2 separate regions of the Sus scrofa genome follow, and region 2 is linked to region 1. A link is a contact called in public Hi-C data. All regions are on one chromosome and are shown on one strand. The core of a region is the stretch at or near the end of the contact, and the rest is flanking DNA. Distances in the headings are between cores, read along the strand shown. Region 1 overlaps VAV2 (guanine nucleotide exchange factor VAV2). Region 2 holds the start of VAV2 (guanine nucleotide exchange factor VAV2).

What was found. A called contact is a pair of places that touch in the nucleus more often than the background predicts.
Region 2: a contact with region 1 is called in a Hi-C map of skeletal muscle, with 6 times the contacts expected there. The contact joins the promoter of VAV2 here to the enhancer-like site in region 1. A contact is called at or near these places in 4 of 5 promoter capture datasets (fetal liver, fetal skeletal muscle, liver and 1 more), 23 of 47 Hi-C or Micro-C datasets (adipose tissue, alveolar macrophages, brain and 14 more) and 1 of 2 datasets of contacts at active chromatin or transcription factors (skeletal muscle).

Annotation. Positions count from the first base shown.
Region 1 is chr1:273,322,622-273,326,240 of Sscrofa11.1, forward strand. VAV2 (guanine nucleotide exchange factor VAV2) reads right to left here. Exons shown (of 28, transcript XM_013987084.2): 16 at 2,832-2,933; 17 at 2,381-2,469. Among named protein-coding and RNA genes, the nearest start is that of SARDH, 30 kb to the left of the region's middle. Within about 2 kb of position 1,535, at least 3 of the 83 cell types and tissues checked have an H3K27ac peak or open chromatin away from gene starts, as enhancers often do. A contact at or near this core is called in liver and skeletal muscle, where this site is marked.
Region 2 is chr1:273,474,304-273,477,922 of Sscrofa11.1, forward strand. It overlaps VAV2 (guanine nucleotide exchange factor VAV2), which reads right to left and starts at 1,947. Exons shown (of 28, transcript XM_013987084.2): 1 at 1,198-1,947. The coding sequence starts at 1,401.

The DNA.
Region 1 (3,619 bases), core at 285-2,784:
CTGGCACGGGTCCTCAGCACAGGGCAGAGGTGATGCTGATGAGGCCAAGGAGTGGAGACTGAGCCCAGAATGAAGACAAGAGCGAGGGTCAGAGAGGAGGCAGCTTGGAATCTGCCGAGAGAAGTGGCTGGAGTGGCTGGGGCAGGGCGAGTCCCGGCAGAGGAACAAGAAAGGGACCACGGGCTCCTTGAAATAAAATCAGGTGCTGGAGCTCTTGTCGTGGAGCAGTGGAAATGAATCCAACTGGGAACCATGAGACTGTGGGTTCGATCCCTAGCCTCGCTCAGTGGGTTGAGGATCCGGCGTTGCCGTGAGCTCTGGTGTAGGTCGTAGACGCAGCTGGGATCTGGCATTGCTGTGGCTGTGGTGTAGACCGGCAGCTACAGCTTCAATTGGACCCCTAGCCTGGGAACCTCCATATGCTGTGGGTGCAGTCCTAAAGAGCAAAAAAAGAAAAACCGAAAAAACCCATAACCCAGGTGCCACCAGGGGCTCTCGATGCACAGGGATGCCGATAACCCCGGCTCGTGAAAGATATGCGACCGCCTATCTGGTCAGGGCCCAAGTACATACATCGTGAGAAAAAAACAAACATAAAACGAGATGAGGGAGGAGCTCCCGCGGTGGCGAGTGGGGTTAAGGAGCTGGCGTGGTCTCTGCAGTGGTCTGGGTCACTGCTGAGGCACGGACGGGTTGGCTCCCCAGCCTGGAGCAGTGGGTTCAGGATCCGGGGTTGCCACAGCTGTGTCTCAGATTCGATCCCTGGCCTGGGAACTGCCACATGCTGCTGATGCAGCCAAAAAATTTTTAAAAGAGAGAGAGAGGTGGGGGACGGGCACGTGTGTGTGCGCGCGTGCACGCGTGTGCAAAAAAAGCAGAAAGCACGTGACAGTAACTGTGGCTGTTTTTGCCGGTGAGATGGTGAGACGCTGTTAATCTCCTTCCTTCCTTTTTCTCTAATTTCCATGGGAAACGAGTGTTTCGTAATTGGGAGGGGGGTGGGAACCCAAAAGAGTATCTAAAAGTAAGAAAACTTGGCAGGAAATATACCAAAATGTCACCTTTGGTTATTTCATCATAGGTTCCTGAGAGAGAATTACTTTCGTCTTTATTTCTTCTCTTTCTTTTCTCTAACTTTTGGATAAATATGCCTGTTACCTTTAAGACCAGGGAAAACACTCCAGGAGAAGCGAACCATTGAGTCGTTGCGTGCAAAGGACATGTGGCCACAAGAAGGCGGTGTCCGCGGGCAAAGCCGAACGGCCGCCTTCGGAGGGGCACCGCCTCCTCTAGCCTGGAGGGGACCCGGGGGGCTGCTGGATCTCCCCTGGGCCAGAGGGGCTGCCTGGGGCCTGTGGTGGGCACCAGGGGACCTGGGCCGACCCGGCAGACCTCCTCCTGGATCAGGGCATGGGGTCAGCAGTCACAGTAAACAAGGAACGACAAAATCTGCTCCAGGCAGAGGTGTCCTGAGGACAAGCGCCTGGCACGCTTTCCCGACTCCCTGGAGCCTGTTCACCGCTCTCTGAGCTCAGTTTCCCTGAGGCTGGGCGGCAGTATCAAAGTGCCATCTCACGGGGACACGAGGGCATTTGGCTCCACGGACAGCACGGCCAGCGGTGCTGACCCTTGACGGGCTGGTGCCTTCGGGATGAATCCATGGGGCCCCTTCCCCACCAGATCCAGGGCCCAGCCAGCCCCTGACTGTGGTAGCTCTGAAACCTTCCAGAACCATCTCAGGCTTTTTGGCTGCTGGTCCAGCCGCTCTGGCGCACCAGCTCATCCCCCAAACCAGGATGACCCAGAGGCGCCTCAGCAGTCTGGGTGCCGGCCAGGCGGGCTCACGTCCCTTCCCCTTCCCGGCCTCAGGCTGCCCCATCTGACAAATGGGCTCCAGGCGGAGGGGAGCACGGCCAGTGCCGTGCCTGTGTGTGAACCACCTACAAGCACAGCCGTAGGAGAAGAGGGCCACACCCCTCCGGGGGCAGGAGAACCCGGGGGCAAGGTGTTTCTCCACGACTGGAAACCTCCATGCAAGTGGCAAGAATGTTCTGTGCCCTTGTGTGGAGGTTTCTAGAGGCTTACAACTGGACTGGGCAGGGGTGCAGAAGAGGCAGAAAAAAGCCTGTCAGTTAGGAGAAGGGCTTTGCAGCGGAACCCTGCTCTCCGGCTGGGCCTTTTGATGCTGTGTGACCCAGGGCAGGCGTCTTCCTCTCTCTGAGCCTGTTTCCGCATCTGGTCCCTGCCTTGGGGGGTCACCACGGCAGGAAAGGAGAACGTGGGAACACGGCCAGGCCAGCAGCCGTGAGGGATGGGACCCTGGGCTTGGGGTGCGTGGCAGGGTCTCCCGTCGCATGGGCAGGGCAGGGGCGGTACTCACTGATCTTGCAGGGAGGGGTCACCTCCAGACACTCCTTGTGCGCCCCGACGCCACACTTGGTGCACAGGTAACCCTGGTAGAAGGTGCCCCTGCACCAGGCGAGGGGATGGCAGGTGAGGTGACCACCAGATCCACCTTGCCTCCTGCCCCGTCGGGCATCCACCCCTCAAGCCCTGAGCCCCCCCCCACCCCAGGACCCCCCAGCAATGTGCAGCCTGGGGCTGGATCTCCCCTCGGACAGGCCCCGGCCACCCACGGGGACCATCACCTCCCCCCCACCCCCGGCTGGACCCCAAGCACCCGAGGCCCGGCTGAGTCCCACATGGATGAGCTAGTGCCCCAGGTCCCTGCGGCTCAGCACCGCATGGGGCTGGGGCGGGGGGCCAGCGGTGATGGGGACGCAGGATGGAGGCAGCACCAGGCTCCCGGGGGGCCCGGGCGGGGGGCTCACCGGAGGAACATCCTGCAGGCCGTGCAGCTGGTGGTCTTTTCAAACGTGTGCATCTGGAAGCTGTGGTGGTTGGCGGTGGCTTTGTCAGGCCTGATGTTTGACCTGAGGGAAGGGACGGCAGGCGCCAGGTTGCCCGAGCCCCCGCCGGGCCGGGAGTCAGGGGCTGGGACTCAGAGCCTGGAGCTGCCTGGACACGTCGGCAGACCCGGGGTGGGGCGCTGACTCCCGGCTGAGGGAGGGTCCAGGTGGGGCTTGAAAATGAACTTGCAGAGGCATTCGAGAACCTTCTAGGGTGATGGCAACGGGCTGGACGGGGTTTGGGTGTGGACAGGTGCAGGAGTCTGTCAGGACTCAGCCGGCTGCGCTGAGGATGTCACTGCGGGTGAGCCTGAGGTGCAAAAATCGCACCGAGCTCTGGGTCCTGGTTCACCATGGGCAGTGCAGGCATTGCAGGGACGGATGGGCGCTGACGCCTGCAATTCCCTGAAACAGGCCCACAGCCGACGGCCAAGGTCTGGGAGGACGGCGGGTGACAAACCGCAGCCCGCGGTGGCCGGCGCGAGCCCAGCGCTCCCAGTAACACGCCTTCGACGTGGACAGACACTTGGACATCTTCATAGCAGGGTGTTGGGAAGACAGTTACAACCCCTGGGAAACAAGCCTTGGGGCCCCCGGCTGGCTGCCCCTCCACGCCGAGGCGGGACCCCATCGGATCTTCCGTTTGTCTCCATTTCACCGGGAGGAAAAGGCCTGAGAGGGGAGCACTCGGGCCCGAGGCCCCCGGGCCC
Region 2 (3,619 bases), core at 697-3,196, 150 kb after region 1:
GGCACAACCAGAGCGCCTTCCCTGGACCGTCCACCGTGGTGCTGGGCTGTCACCACCGAGTGGGAGGGTGGCCCCCTGCCCCCTCAGGACTCTTCTTTGTCAGTGGCCACCCCCCATCCTCCCTGGAGGGGAGGGTGTCCCCATCTCCTTGGAAACGCGGTCACAGCCAAAGGGCAGAGGCCATGCAGCCCAGCCTGGAAAAGCTCTGACTCACTCCAGCCCTCCTTCCCCAGCCCGTTTTCCGATGTCACATTTGTGAATGGCCGTTGTCCACTCGGACTTGCTGTGGGTCACAGAAGAAGGGGCTATGGGGCTAGCAAGAAGGCTGCTCCTCGCCAGGGCTGGCCAGACCTGGGAGGGGCCCCTTGGCCCCATTGGGCACCCAGGGCCCCTTAAATGTGCTGGGGTGGGGTTGCGCCACCCAGGAGGGCAGGACAGGAGCCTCTGTTCTGCTTAAGCAGCAGCCAAGTTCCCTTTAAGGGGCCGAGAAAGGCAGCTCCCGCCGGCCAAGCAGACATTTTCCTGCCTGCCCGCCGGCACATGTGCCTGGGCGGCGACAAAGGCCACACTACGGAGTACTCAGGAAGCCACCAGGGGCTCCTTCCCACCAAGGTGCACCACCCCGGTACTGCCTGCGCTCCGGGGGTTCAGGAGGAGGCGGGGGCCGGCGAGGGGGCGGCGCCGGCGGCCCACCGACTCCCTTGTTCCCGAGGGCTCAAGGCTCCCCGCGGTGGCCCAAGCCCAGCTGCCAGCGGGTTCATCCTCCCGGGCGCCCAGCCACCAGGCGCGAAGCCGGGGGACGCCACGCCCGACGAGGCCCCTGGCGCGGCAGGCTCCCAGCTGTCGGAGGGGCACTCTCTGGGTCCTGGCGCCCGGGAGAGGGGGCGGCAGGAGCGAGCGCCCCGCCGGGGTTCGAGTTCCCCTCACCCCCGGGAGGCGCAGGCCCAGCCACCGGCGCTCCCAGGCAGTGCCCGCAGGCGGCGGATGCGCGCCCCAGGCTTAGGGGACTTTGGTCAACTTCGTGCCTCCGGGGATCGCCCCTCGAAAGGGCTGGCTCCGAGGCCCCGGGGTCGCCCCCTCTCCGCTCGGCGTCCGGCTGCCTGCCCAGGTCCCCGAGTCCCCCGCTCCGGCCAGGCTCCTGGGACCGGGCCGGAGGCGCGCCCACCAGGGCCCCTCCCGGAGCGCCCGAACCCTCACCTGGGACATCTGCGGCCGGAAGTTGATGTCCTTGAGATCGATGGAGCCGGGGGAGAGGTTGTGAAGCAGCTGGCACAGGAGGACGCCGTCGCGCAGCGCCTGTGCCAGGTCGAAGACCACCGCCGAGGGCCACACGACCCGGTGGTTGGGCGGCAGGACCTTACAGTCGATGAGCCAGCGGCCGCACTGCCGCCACTGCTCCATGGCGCCCGCGGCGCCCGCCCGCCCGCCGCTCGCTGGGCCGGCGCGTTCAGAGCAGCGCTCCGGCCAAAGTGCGGTGGCCGCGGGGCATCCCGCCCGCCCGCGCGGGGCTCGGCGGCCGGGGCGGGGCTTCGCGCGGGCGGCCCCGGGTCCCCGCTGCGCCGCCGCGGGTCCCCTCCTCTTCCTCCTCCTCCTCCTCCTCCGGTTCCTCGCGGGCCGCCGCTCCCGCCCACGTGTGGTCCCGGGGCGGGCGCCGGGCAGCGCGCCGGACCCCCTCTCACAGCCGCAAGTCCCCCCGGGCCCCGGCCGGGGCTCCGCGCAGCCCGCCGCCGCAGCGCCCCGCAATCCGCCCCGCCGGGCGCCGCATTCTGCGCTCGGAGCGCCCCGCGGCCGCCGCAGCTTCTGCCCCGCCCGAGACAAAGGCCCGGCGGGTCGCTCGCTCCACGCGTCCGGGGCCTGGGCCGCCCTCGCCGCCGCCGCTTTGTTCGCCCCGCCTTCGGGTTCAGCGCTCAGCGCCTGGCGCTCGGACTCCGCGGCTCGGCGGCTCCGGGGCGCGGGGGGCGCGGGGGCGCGGCCACGGGCGGGGTGGGGGCGGGCTGGGGGGCGGGGCCGGCGCGCGCGCCTGGCGCCGCCCCCGCCCCCCGCCACTTCCTGCCCCGGCGCAGCTCGCGCAAGTTGCCGCCGAGGGCGGGGGCCGCTGCGCCGCCCGGCCGGGGGTCTGCAGACTGTGTCCGAGGGGCTCCGGGACTTTGGGGAAGCTGTGCGCCCGTGGCGCGCAAGCTCGCCCGTGGGGTGATGGCCAGGTCGTGGTCTCTGCGTCCCTCCTGCGTTCCAGGAGGAGATCAGGAGGTGGTCCTCGTCGCGCTGGGCGCCTCTGCACCGCAGGACAGACCCTGGACGGGGCACCGACTGGGCCGAGGCGTCCCGCGCGCCCTCTGTCCACCAAGCGGCCCCCGCGGGATAACTCGAAGCGGGAGGCACACGGCCCGGAGACTCTCCCGGGGCCCCCTCCCATCCTGTGTCCGGGACGGGGACCGGCAGAAAGCCACCCCCCCCCCCCCGACGACGACTCCACACAAAGGCCGGGATTCCCCTGTTTTGTAACGCGGAGGCCCGCCACTCACAGCTGCCCGGAGGGCAGATCCTGGCGTCTGGGATGGAATATGTGACCTAAGTAACTGGGAAACAGGGGAAGAGATGTGGCCAGATCCGGCCCTGGGTGTCTGCGGGCCTCCACGCAGTCTGCAGGGTCCACTGACCCTGCCTTGAACTCCTTCCTGGGCCACGCCCTCTGGGAGGGGTGGGCAGAGATTGCTGCAGCTGGCCTGGCCTGACAGTGGGAGGGCCTCTAGGACATAAAGAGCCAAACCGGCCCTGAAATAATACCCATCCTGACTCAGCTGTCAGGAGCCCTGGGTTCTCAGCGCCAACATGCAGGGTGACCCCGGGTCAGTCTGATCTCTTCTCTAAAACTGGCTCAGTCATGGGGTGGGGTGGAGGGGACCAAACTCTGGGCACCCCACACACTTGCCGGGAATCTTGGGGCAGCGCTGGACAGCTGCCCCCATGGCCCAGTTCCCCTCCTCCTTCGGCGTTCCTGGTGCAGGAGCCCAAGCAGGGTGACACCCCCACCTCAGTGCCCAGCGAGGGTTCTTCTGCTCCAGGCATTGGCCTCTGCAGGGAGTCCGGCTTGACCCTTCCCAAGCCCGGGAGGAAGGATGGGGACCCAGGCCAGGTTCTGGGCCAGGGGGAGAAGTGGGGGAGGAGCTGGCCTCCCGGGGCACACCCAAGACCCTGGCAGGAGTAAAATCAGGCCAAGTGACCCGTGAGCTCTAAGTTCCTGTCCATGCATCCTTCCTCCCAGGAAACGGGTGCGGCCGCCTCGGGAGCAGGGATAGAAAGCAGCCTGGTCCGGACGGTGGGGTTGAGCCTGCCAGAGACAAAAGGGAAAAGCCTGAGGCAGCATCGCCCTGAGAAATCGCAAAGTGGGGGGACAGTCTGAACCCCAGCACCTCCGGCCCCTGCTCTGCAGGAACACGTTCCCTGGCAGGGCCCCCTCCCTCTGTGACACGGGGAGCACCCGCTCCTTCAGAATCGCGTGTGGGGAATGAGCAGGATTGGAACCCCAGAGCTTTGCACAGCACTTAGGGCAGAATGGGGCACCCCATTCTTGTCCTGTGCAGGGAACCAGTCAAGAGAACGAGCCCAGGACCGGCCAGCC